Linked DNA regions of Mus musculus: region 2 is linked to region 1. Evidence: chromatin contacts called from public Hi-C data. All regions are on one chromosome and are shown on one strand. The core of a region is the stretch at or near the end of the contact, and the rest is flanking DNA. Distances in the headings are between cores, read along the strand shown.

The links. A called contact is a pair of places that touch in the nucleus more often than the background predicts.
Region 2: a Hi-C map of the N1E-115 cell line shows a contact between it and region 1, with 4 times the contacts expected there. The contact joins the promoter of E130101E03Rik here to the enhancer-like site in region 1. A contact is called at or near these places in 2 of 39 promoter capture datasets (the 3T3-L1 cell line and the HPC-7 cell line) and 3 of 484 Hi-C or Micro-C datasets (the HL-1 cell line, the N1E-115 cell line and cardiomyocytes).

Annotation. Positions count from the first base shown.
Region 1 is chr9:24,919,795-24,924,323 of GRCm38.p6, reverse strand. No RefSeq gene overlaps it. Among named protein-coding and RNA genes, the nearest start is that of Gm40509, 23 kb to the left of the region's middle. Within about 2 kb of position 2,068, at least 9 of the 459 cell types and tissues checked have an H3K27ac peak or open chromatin away from gene starts, as enhancers often do. A contact at or near this core is called in the N1E-115 cell line, where this site is marked.
Region 2 is chr9:24,971,459-24,975,987 of GRCm38.p6, reverse strand. E130101E03Rik (RIKEN cDNA E130101E03 gene) reads right to left here and starts at 1,780. Exons shown (of 5, transcript NR_153861.1): 1 at 1,713-1,780; 2 at 1,189-1,218.

The DNA.
Region 1 (4,529 bases), core at 819-3,318:
GCAAGATTTTATTGAAAGGACCCAGATGTAGCTGTCTCTTGTGAGACTATGCCGGAGCCTAGCAAACACAGAAGTGGATGCTCACAGTCAGCTAATGGATGGATCACAGGGCTCCCAATGGAGGAGCTAGAGAAAGTAGCCAAGGAGCTAAAGGGATCTGCAACCCTATAGGTGGAACAACAACATTATGAACTAACCAGTACCCCGGAGCTCTTGACTCTAGCTGCATATGTATCAAAAGATGGCCTAGTCGGCCATCACTGGAAAGAGAGGCCCATTGGACTTGCAAACTTTATATGCCCCAGTACAGGGGAACGCCAGGGCCAAAAAGGGGGAGTGGGTGGGTAGGGGAGTGGGGGTGGGTGGGTATGTGGGACTTTTGGTATAGCATTGGAAATGTAAATGAGCTAAATACCTAATAAAAAATGAAAAAAAAAAAAAAGAGTGGTTTCCTCCAGTTTAAACTTCAACTAGATTTTTAATGAAAATTTCCTTTAACTCAGTCCTTTTCTCATACGCATCTAAGCACTTAGGATTCTTGTAGAGGCAGAAGCTGGACTGGCGTTCAGATCCATACCCAGCATTCCTGCTGTATCCACCCCTCTCTAGCCCGTAGAAAGTGAGTAGCATTTATTTACTTTTCTGCCCTGCACTCTACATTTTTCTCTATCTTGGGCACCTAGACACCGGGAACTGCTCAGTCATCTCAGAATGCATACAGGCACACTGAAATACATAAAATAAAACCAACAGGCTGAGACAACAACGGAGAGGGAAGAGCAGGCTTTGTTAGTCATGGCTACTGTCTAGGGGTGGGTCAAGTCACATGGGATTGACACCCCCCCCCCCATCTCCATCACTTCCTTGTTTGAGATGATAGCAAACATATCGTCTCTCTGGATCCTTGTGATTTTGTCTGTCATGTGGGGAATCATGAACAAAGCATTGCTCTTAGTGCCTGAGGAGCACATGCGTGTAAAGGACTGGACACATGCTCTTCTCTAGTGTCAAACAAAGGCAGATGCTCAGAAAAGAGTGGACATTGTTATGTTGGCTAGCAGAAAGGAAAAGGAGGAGAATGGGTGCTTATTAGGCCCTCCTTTGCCCCTGGCCCTTGTCTCCCTGCCTGCATCTTACAGAACCAACACTTTTGCCTGGCCCAAAACTCAATGCATTTTTACTCTGAATCTTACCCCCTTTTTTTTCTTATTGCCATAGTTCAAATGTTTACTCTACTGCCTCCCACTCCCATTAAGCATATTTGATAACAAAATGGCCCTGGCCTGATTTGAAAGCCCAAGCTACTCATTTATCATGAAATTTACAAAGCTTGTAGGCTGGTCTCATTCCATCAGGAGTCCGGATTCCACTCTACATCCTGTGGCATGGGTGGGGAGGGGGGCAGGTTTGGTGGGTGGTAGAGAGCCCATCTCCAAGACATGCACTTCATGCTCTTGCTTCTAAAATAGCCACCCCTGTTTTCCTGTTTCTTGTCAACTGGGAGCTTATTCTGAAATTAGACCAAGTGGAAAAACACAAAGGGTTTGTCCAGCTTTGTACCATTAAATCTGAGTGGCAAGTGTGATGGGGGAGGGGTGGCTTCATTATATAGTCAGTGGAGCCTTTTAGCTTCAGTAAGTGAGTCTGACTCAGGAATGCGGACGATTGTATCTCAGGAAAAAAATCAATATTAAGATGCACAATTGGTCCCCTGGTATCGAAAGAATTAGTTGATCTACATGCTAAATGACAAGGCTCTTGATAACAGGGATTATGTGACCTGCCTTTCCAGCCAAGACTGGTAGGGACTGTCCTTTAGGTCCCCAAGGCAGAGATAATCTAATTAGAACAACAAAGACCAGGTCCATTTGAGAAGAAAGTGACATGGGGTAGATGGGGGTGGGGGCTTACTGTTGAGTAGATGAGGCCCTGTTAGGTCTTCAGGGGTAAGGGTGGGCTCAGTAAAGGGAGAAGCTTGTAGGTAGGATCTGCTGCGGAAGGAGGCCTGGAGGGGAGGGGTGGACAGAGGTCACCTCTAAAACATGACTTAATCTGCACTTTGGCTCCACAAACAGTGCCACACTGGCTCCCAGTCTCCAGCCAGACTTGACAGAACCAGTGAGCAAGGCTCCAGACATCTAGACACTCAGGGTCCTCCAGGAAGGAGACAAGCAGCCTGAGAAATATTTGGAAACTTGTGATCATACTCCTTCCTCTGGGAGTTCCCTGCATCCAAAGGCCAAGTCCCAGGGACCATGTTACCTGCCCAGGACAAAATGAGAATAAGCTGCCCAGGACAAAATGAGAATAAGGCCATGTTCTATGGATCCCTTCTGTCATCCTCTGATCTCACACCTGCCCTGGGCATTTGACAGTAAATGTTTCTATTTTAAAAATGAGAGGAAGTATCTTTCTCCCATTCCTACCCCGTTCTCTGGAGAGAGAGAGAGAGAGAGAGAGAGAGAGAGAGAGAGAGAGAGAGAGAGAGAGAGAGAGAGAGAGAGGAAGAGAGAGAGAGAGAGAGAGAGAGAAATATCTAGGTGGGTAGATAGGTAGTCTGAGTTGCTGTGATTTGTGAGTTTGGAAAGCTCTTCTCTGGCACATTAGGAAGCTTTCCTTGATCCCAAAAATGTTTCTGAAAGTCTGTCAAACTTTTCAAAACAAAAATCAATGAATCTGCATTGCTAAACACACTTCTTAGTAAGTGGTTTTAAGCTTTATTCTCAGAAATTCCTTTTTTTCCTCTGGAAAAGAAAAATCAGCCTTGTAAGATCTGTTCTTCGTCTCCACTTCTCCAGGTCTTTTCAGTTCAGAAGTACTCCTTTGGGAAAGCTGTATGGTGTATCATGGGGTTAGGTACACTAGCATGGAATCTGCTGCAGGTCATTGACTTACTGGTCCCTAGATGTTCTTGTGGGCATAGCAAGAAGCCTTTCCTAGCTGGGAGAAAAGCCTAGGACAGATGAACTCCCTGTGGCATGGAGTAAAACCCTGTCCTGTAGTGGTAGCCTGTTTCATCTGACTGCAGCTTGGCTGCTGTCCCTGAGGACTATGGGAGTCAGGAATACTATGCAGTGACTTGGTATTGTGATCTGATTGGATGGATAGAGAGACTCCTGGGTGGCATTCCAGACAGAACTAAGAGAAGAAACTGGTCATAGAAGCAAGCCACATTCAAGGGTCACTGAAAAGCTCTGACTCTGGCAAAACACTCTTGTTTGGGGAATAGGAAATGAAGCTGAATAGGAAGGTGAGGATGGAGTGACTTTCAAGGTCAATGGTAGAGTGGCCACACTCACTTCTTTATCCTTTTGTCTAAGACCATCATCACTAACGAACTGTGACAATTGTGTTCTTCTCTGTGTGGAAATCTACTGCTTACTACTGCTTACTGGGCAGATCCAACCTTCAAATTGGGTCTTTTCTCTTCCCATCCACCTTGATTGATATGTATGGAACTAGGAGATTCCGAAGGATGAAGACACGAAAGAAGGGGGCACAAAACCCCAAACTGCCACTTACTGTTGATTTCAACTATTATTACTATAATTATGCTTTAAGCAGGGGCTCAGAGTCAAGGGCAGAACCAAATGCTGGAGATCCTAAAGCTTATACTTGAGGTCCATTCAGCCAAGCACTTCCCCTATCAGTGTCTAGTTTTTCTCATGTGTAAAATAAAGGGCTTGGAATGGATGCAGGTTGTGATCTATCCTGACACAGAGATTCTTGGATTCCTACAGATAGATGCCAACAGAAAAGCAGCCAGGATGAGCCTCTCAGGGTCTCCTCTGGAGGAAAGGCAGGTGATGGGAGGAGCAGGGGAACCCCACTGAACTAGGTTAGAAGCTGATTGCTACCAGGTAATTGGGAGTTGGTAGCCTTAGTTGCTGTTTGTGTTGGTGATCTGTACAGAGCATGTGGCCAGGGCGCCTCGTGGTCTCCCAGTAGGAAGTCGATGAAAGGTCTCATCTGGAGACAGCTTCCTCTGAGGCTTGAGAATACTAGAAAAAGTTCCATATCTGTTGTTTCCGTCTAGATTTCGCCTTGGCCTGGTTCTCATCTTCACAGGGTCAATTTGGCAGATGTTCCCTCCCAAAGGGACTTCTCAACAAAGCCTCTTTTCTCACCAGTTACATCCCCCGCTTCCTTGTCTGCCTTCTTTGGCTTCTGAAGGATGCATTTTGGAGACATGAGTTGAGGCTGGGATTAGGTCATGGCTCCACGAAACAGGATAGGGAAATGGTATCTTCGTTTGTGGCTAGAACTGCATGTCTTCCATCCAGGGTGCGGACCAGAAGCTGTTACTGTTTGCCATATAGCTATCAAGAATTTAGCTGTTGGGAGCCAGCTTGCCAGTGGCTCTTGTGAAACTTCAAGAATGTAGATAGCGTTGAGAACCTTGGAGCCATCGTATGGAATGTCCAGAGAGGCGTTTCGCAGGCTTGGCTTGACTTAACTTATTAATTTATTTATATTTTTACAGGGACTTGATAAGGCCCTATTTCCTTTTGAAATGTGTTTTTCCAGGC
Region 2 (4,529 bases), core at 531-3,030, 52 kb before region 1:
TAAAGAACACTTGCTATTCTTTGCCTTCTTAAATCAAAGTAACATTTTTTCAGGGTGGCTCTCACCTTGTTCTCTTCCAAGCTGTACTCTATGGACAATGGACTCCCCAACTCTCACCTCTGCACCCCATGACTCCCGTCCGTGCACTCCCAGACTTCTCACACCTGCTCTGAGTACCTTGGACTTGGTATAACAACTACCATCGCTAACTAGCAGATTTCATGCCTGGCGGTCCTGCCTTCAAGCTGCTGACCCTGCTATCCTTTCTTCGGGTAGAGATTTTCTCTGTTTTCTGGTTGTTAATCTTCCAAGAACCTGGAGAGGCCTTCCCAGACTCTTCATCCTTAAATTGAGAACCCTGAGGTCTGACACTTTCTGAATCATCTCTGATTCCCCACATGTAAGCACAATGACAGGAAACATTTGAATTAGGAAACATTTGAATGATGACTGTGTCTAATCATTAGTGAAAGTTCTGTAGGGTGTGAGGCTTCCTGGGGATGTAGACTGGCATGCATACTTGGTGCCCAGTGTCTGCCCCTGATGGACCAGAAGTGATATCCATCAAGACAATTCGAGAGGCATTTGCTTGAAAGTTGTAAATAGTGACAAGGACATCTAAGAGAGATAGTACTAGGCAGCCTAGGCTACTCCCCCCCCCCCCACACACACACCTTTTGGGGCTACCCCAACTTGAAGGACAGGCGGACTTATGGCTGAGGGCCGCAGGGGTTTGACACATTAGCAAACAGCAGGTCCAGCAGAAGGGAAAATAGATCCAAAAGGCAGAGCAAAAGGCAAGAGACTCAGGACTGCAGTGCTAGAGAAACTCCAGCGCTTCCAAATTGCTATTTTCACAAAACTGGGATGACTGAGGCCCTTCAGTGCATGTTGCATAGGTTTCTGCCTGGCTCTCACTGCTCAGGAGATCTCATACCTCAATGACGCCCTGAAGTTCTACCCAAGACCATGATGGAGACCATGTCCCCTCCATTCCTGTTTAAAACAGCCACGATGGGAGAGTATCAAGGGGCTATCTCTTCAGAGTATTTGTTTTTTCTTTGTGTGGGAAGTACAGCTAGCAGCCTTCTCAGCTCTTGGTTTTCTCCCCGCCCCCAGCTCGCCAGATCCATCCAGGAAAGGCAGCGCTGACTTTCCATCAAATTCTCTCCTGCTTGTTTCCCTCACCTTTTCTCTTTCTTAATCTTCCCATGTCTCCTAAAAGGATTAATTAGAAAGATGTGAGCAGGGGTTGGGACGTCAGAAAACAATCGTCACTTTCCTATCTGACCTCTCTCACCAGCTGCAGAATTAACAAATTGAATGTCCTCAGCAGGCAGGGGTGGCACATGATACCGAGTTCATTAGGAGCCTCGCTGGGGCCGAGCGAGTAGACCGATTTAAACAACTCTCGCTGATTAAATTCCTTCCAGGCACTCCCGCCAGATGCTGTTAGAAAATACTCACATCCAAGAGGTTTTTAATTTTTTTTTAAACATGTGCCAATTATTTCCCTGCTATCTGCAGGTGCTGGCAAGCGTCACAGGCCGGCCTGGCCGGGCTGTCTACACGCTTATCCACCCGGCGCCTGCCTGGGGGGCTCACGTCTGCAAGAATGGGATCCCAGGGGCTCTTCTCTAGGCTGTCAAAACTCTCCAGCCACCCTGCCTGGCTGGCCTTCCCTGCCCCCAACCCTGGCCCCAGCGCCTCACCTTCTGAAGCTCACAGCTCTCTCAAATGTTCCTAGGTGGCAACACAGATCTGGTGACCTGCTAGAAGTGGGGCCCGAGAGGGCAGGCATGCAGTAATGTTGGGCTGAAGCCAACTGCCTTCCAGCCAGGCTAGGCTTCAGCCCTGAGCCAAACAAGGACATATAATTGCCCCCTCCGTGAGCAGGGTTGCATACTTGGCATTGGTTCACAGGCATCCCTAGCAGAAGTCCCACAATGTACTTCCCTCAGACTTCTCTACTCCAGCAGTCTCAAATACTTAGCTTATTCCTCAATCAATGCTTAATTAATTCTCATCAAATTAATAGATGCCACTTAACCACTAAAAGCAAGGACTCATAATATAAACCACACTTTTTAGCATTGCTCATATGTTTAATGAAGGTAAAGTAGCTTTTGACTAATAAAAAACTGATTATTCTGAAACCAAGCTTTCTCTTCGCTCCTTTATATTAAGGGATGGTGGCTTTGTACCACTGTTACCAGCCCTCAGAATAATACCTTTCTTGGTTGTTTCCTATTTTCCTGTCTACACCTTTAGAATTCACTCTTTGTTTTAGCATTTGCTATAGCTGTTAACCTTGGTGATCATCTCCTCTCATAGGCACTAAAAGTTCATGTTTGTTCATTTCATAGAACCCTTTCATGGCTTGGATGATCTTTGATCCAGAGCTGAATAACTGGCACCCTCTTCTTGACCATTCACTTGTGTCTACTTTCCCTGCGCTGAACTAAGAGCTTCCCTGAATTAAACAACACCCAGCCATTACAAAGACTGGAGGGGGGTTGCAGCAACCAGGGAGGGTTGGGAAAGAGGCATTTGCCTGGATTCAGATGTCTCATGAATCTGGGTGCTCACGTACAGATGTAGAGACTGGGTCCAGATGGGAGGAACAGAAGTTAGGACTTCGATCTAATGGTGTTGCCATGTCTCCTCATCCCTGAAGCCCCCAATACAAAGAATACAGTGTAAATCTGAGAAAAACTACAAACAAAATAGCCAGTGATAAAAATAGAAAAGAACACTAATTAATTCTGGGAGATCTGTTACCAATCATGATGCCAACAGCTTAAGCTCCAAGAGAGAAGATAGGTAACAATTGGGCCCCATCTTACAGATGGCCCTATCCCCAAGTCACAGGGACAAGGATTAGGGAAACAGTTCTCACCATCCTCTGAATCCCTAGAGATTCTGGAGTCTCCTCTGTGCCCAGGCTGCCCCCTGACAAATGCTTGTCACATGACCTTCCTCCAGACCATCTTTATCTGCTCTGTTCAGAGGTCACATTTCCATCAATGCAGAGGGATGGAGGCAGCCTGCTTTATCTGGGTTTATTTTGTGCATAAAGATTAACATCGGATGTCAGTAGAGTTATGGATAAAGGGTATTGTAGGCTGAGATTTTTCAAACCCTATTTTATTTAGGGTTCTTAAATGCTTCAACCTCCCTTTTAATCTACCGACCAAAGGTAAGAGAGAAAGATAGTTAATAGGACAATGGGGTTGTGGGCCTGTTTAGAAGTAGTTCTTTGGGGGCAATTCCAATCTTCATTGTCAGGACATCAGCAGTCCAGTCCAATAGCAAACACGAATCAGTAGCAGCAGCTTGATCTGGAAGAAACAGCAGTACTCCAACGAATTGGCACGAGTCAGTGGAAACAGCAAGAATTAGCTGGAATTCCACAACTTCTTTTGTGCATTTCTCTCTACAAAGTGAAGACCAGCGAAGACTAGCAAAGCATGCATAGCTAGCCAAGACCAGGAAAGCATTGCGAGGTGTAGCAGTAGAAGGGCATCCTCTCACTGTCTGTGGGGTTACGTTTTTTTCTTTCTAAACATCTAGGCTAAGATTTTTCAAACCCTTCTTTACTTAGGGTTTTTAAATGTTTCAACCTCCCTTCTAGTCCACTAACCACAGGTAGGAGAGAAAGATGGTTGATAGTACAATGGGGTTGTGCGCCAGTGCCAGCAAAATACCATATGCCCTCTCCTGTGTCTTCTTCAGCAAAATAACCTCTCATGTGCCTGTTCCAACAAAACGTCCTCTCACACGACAGCTTCCAGCAAAGCATTATGTGACACAACTGAGTTTCCAAAGAAACCAGAAATCTCCACTTAGGAATGTACTCCCTCATGCTCTAAACTGAAGGCAAGAGGACCCCCACCCCCTCCCATGTTAGGAGAGCCTGAAAGTGGGGAAAGGGACTCCAAACCTCAAGCCTGACAGCACAAAAACCAAGACAGGGGGCAGGTATTGATAGATATGAGTGACCGATTGTCAGCTCCTAATCTTAGAATAGTAGCACTGGTTCCAGAAGTCCCTCGGTGAGGACTTCTAGAAAGTCCAGGGTTGAATGGAGATCTCTTTTCTCAGGGCTGACAAAGTAGATTAAAATGGCCTAAGGATAATGTGAATTCTGGGGAAAAAAAGACTTTACTTGCCGATCCCTGGCTCCTAAGCCATTACTTAATCAGAGAAAGAATCCAAGAAGAAACCTTATTGAATGCAATTATAAAAGGGTCGCTATGCCTGTTATAAATGGGAACAGGAAGCTACAAATCAGAACAGTCTGTGAGGCAGCCATTGTGTAAAAGTGTCTGCGGGGGGGGGGGGGGAGTGATTCTAGATACAGAGGAACAATGTAATTTAGTTGAAGATGGGAAAGAAAAGAGTAGACAGCACGGGGAATTGTCCCAGCAATAAGTAGAGGAAGCTGAAGCAAATCCCTCCCAAACATGAAGAGAATACTCATAAAGTGTAGATCTGATGATGGATGACAGATCAGATCGCCAGCTTTG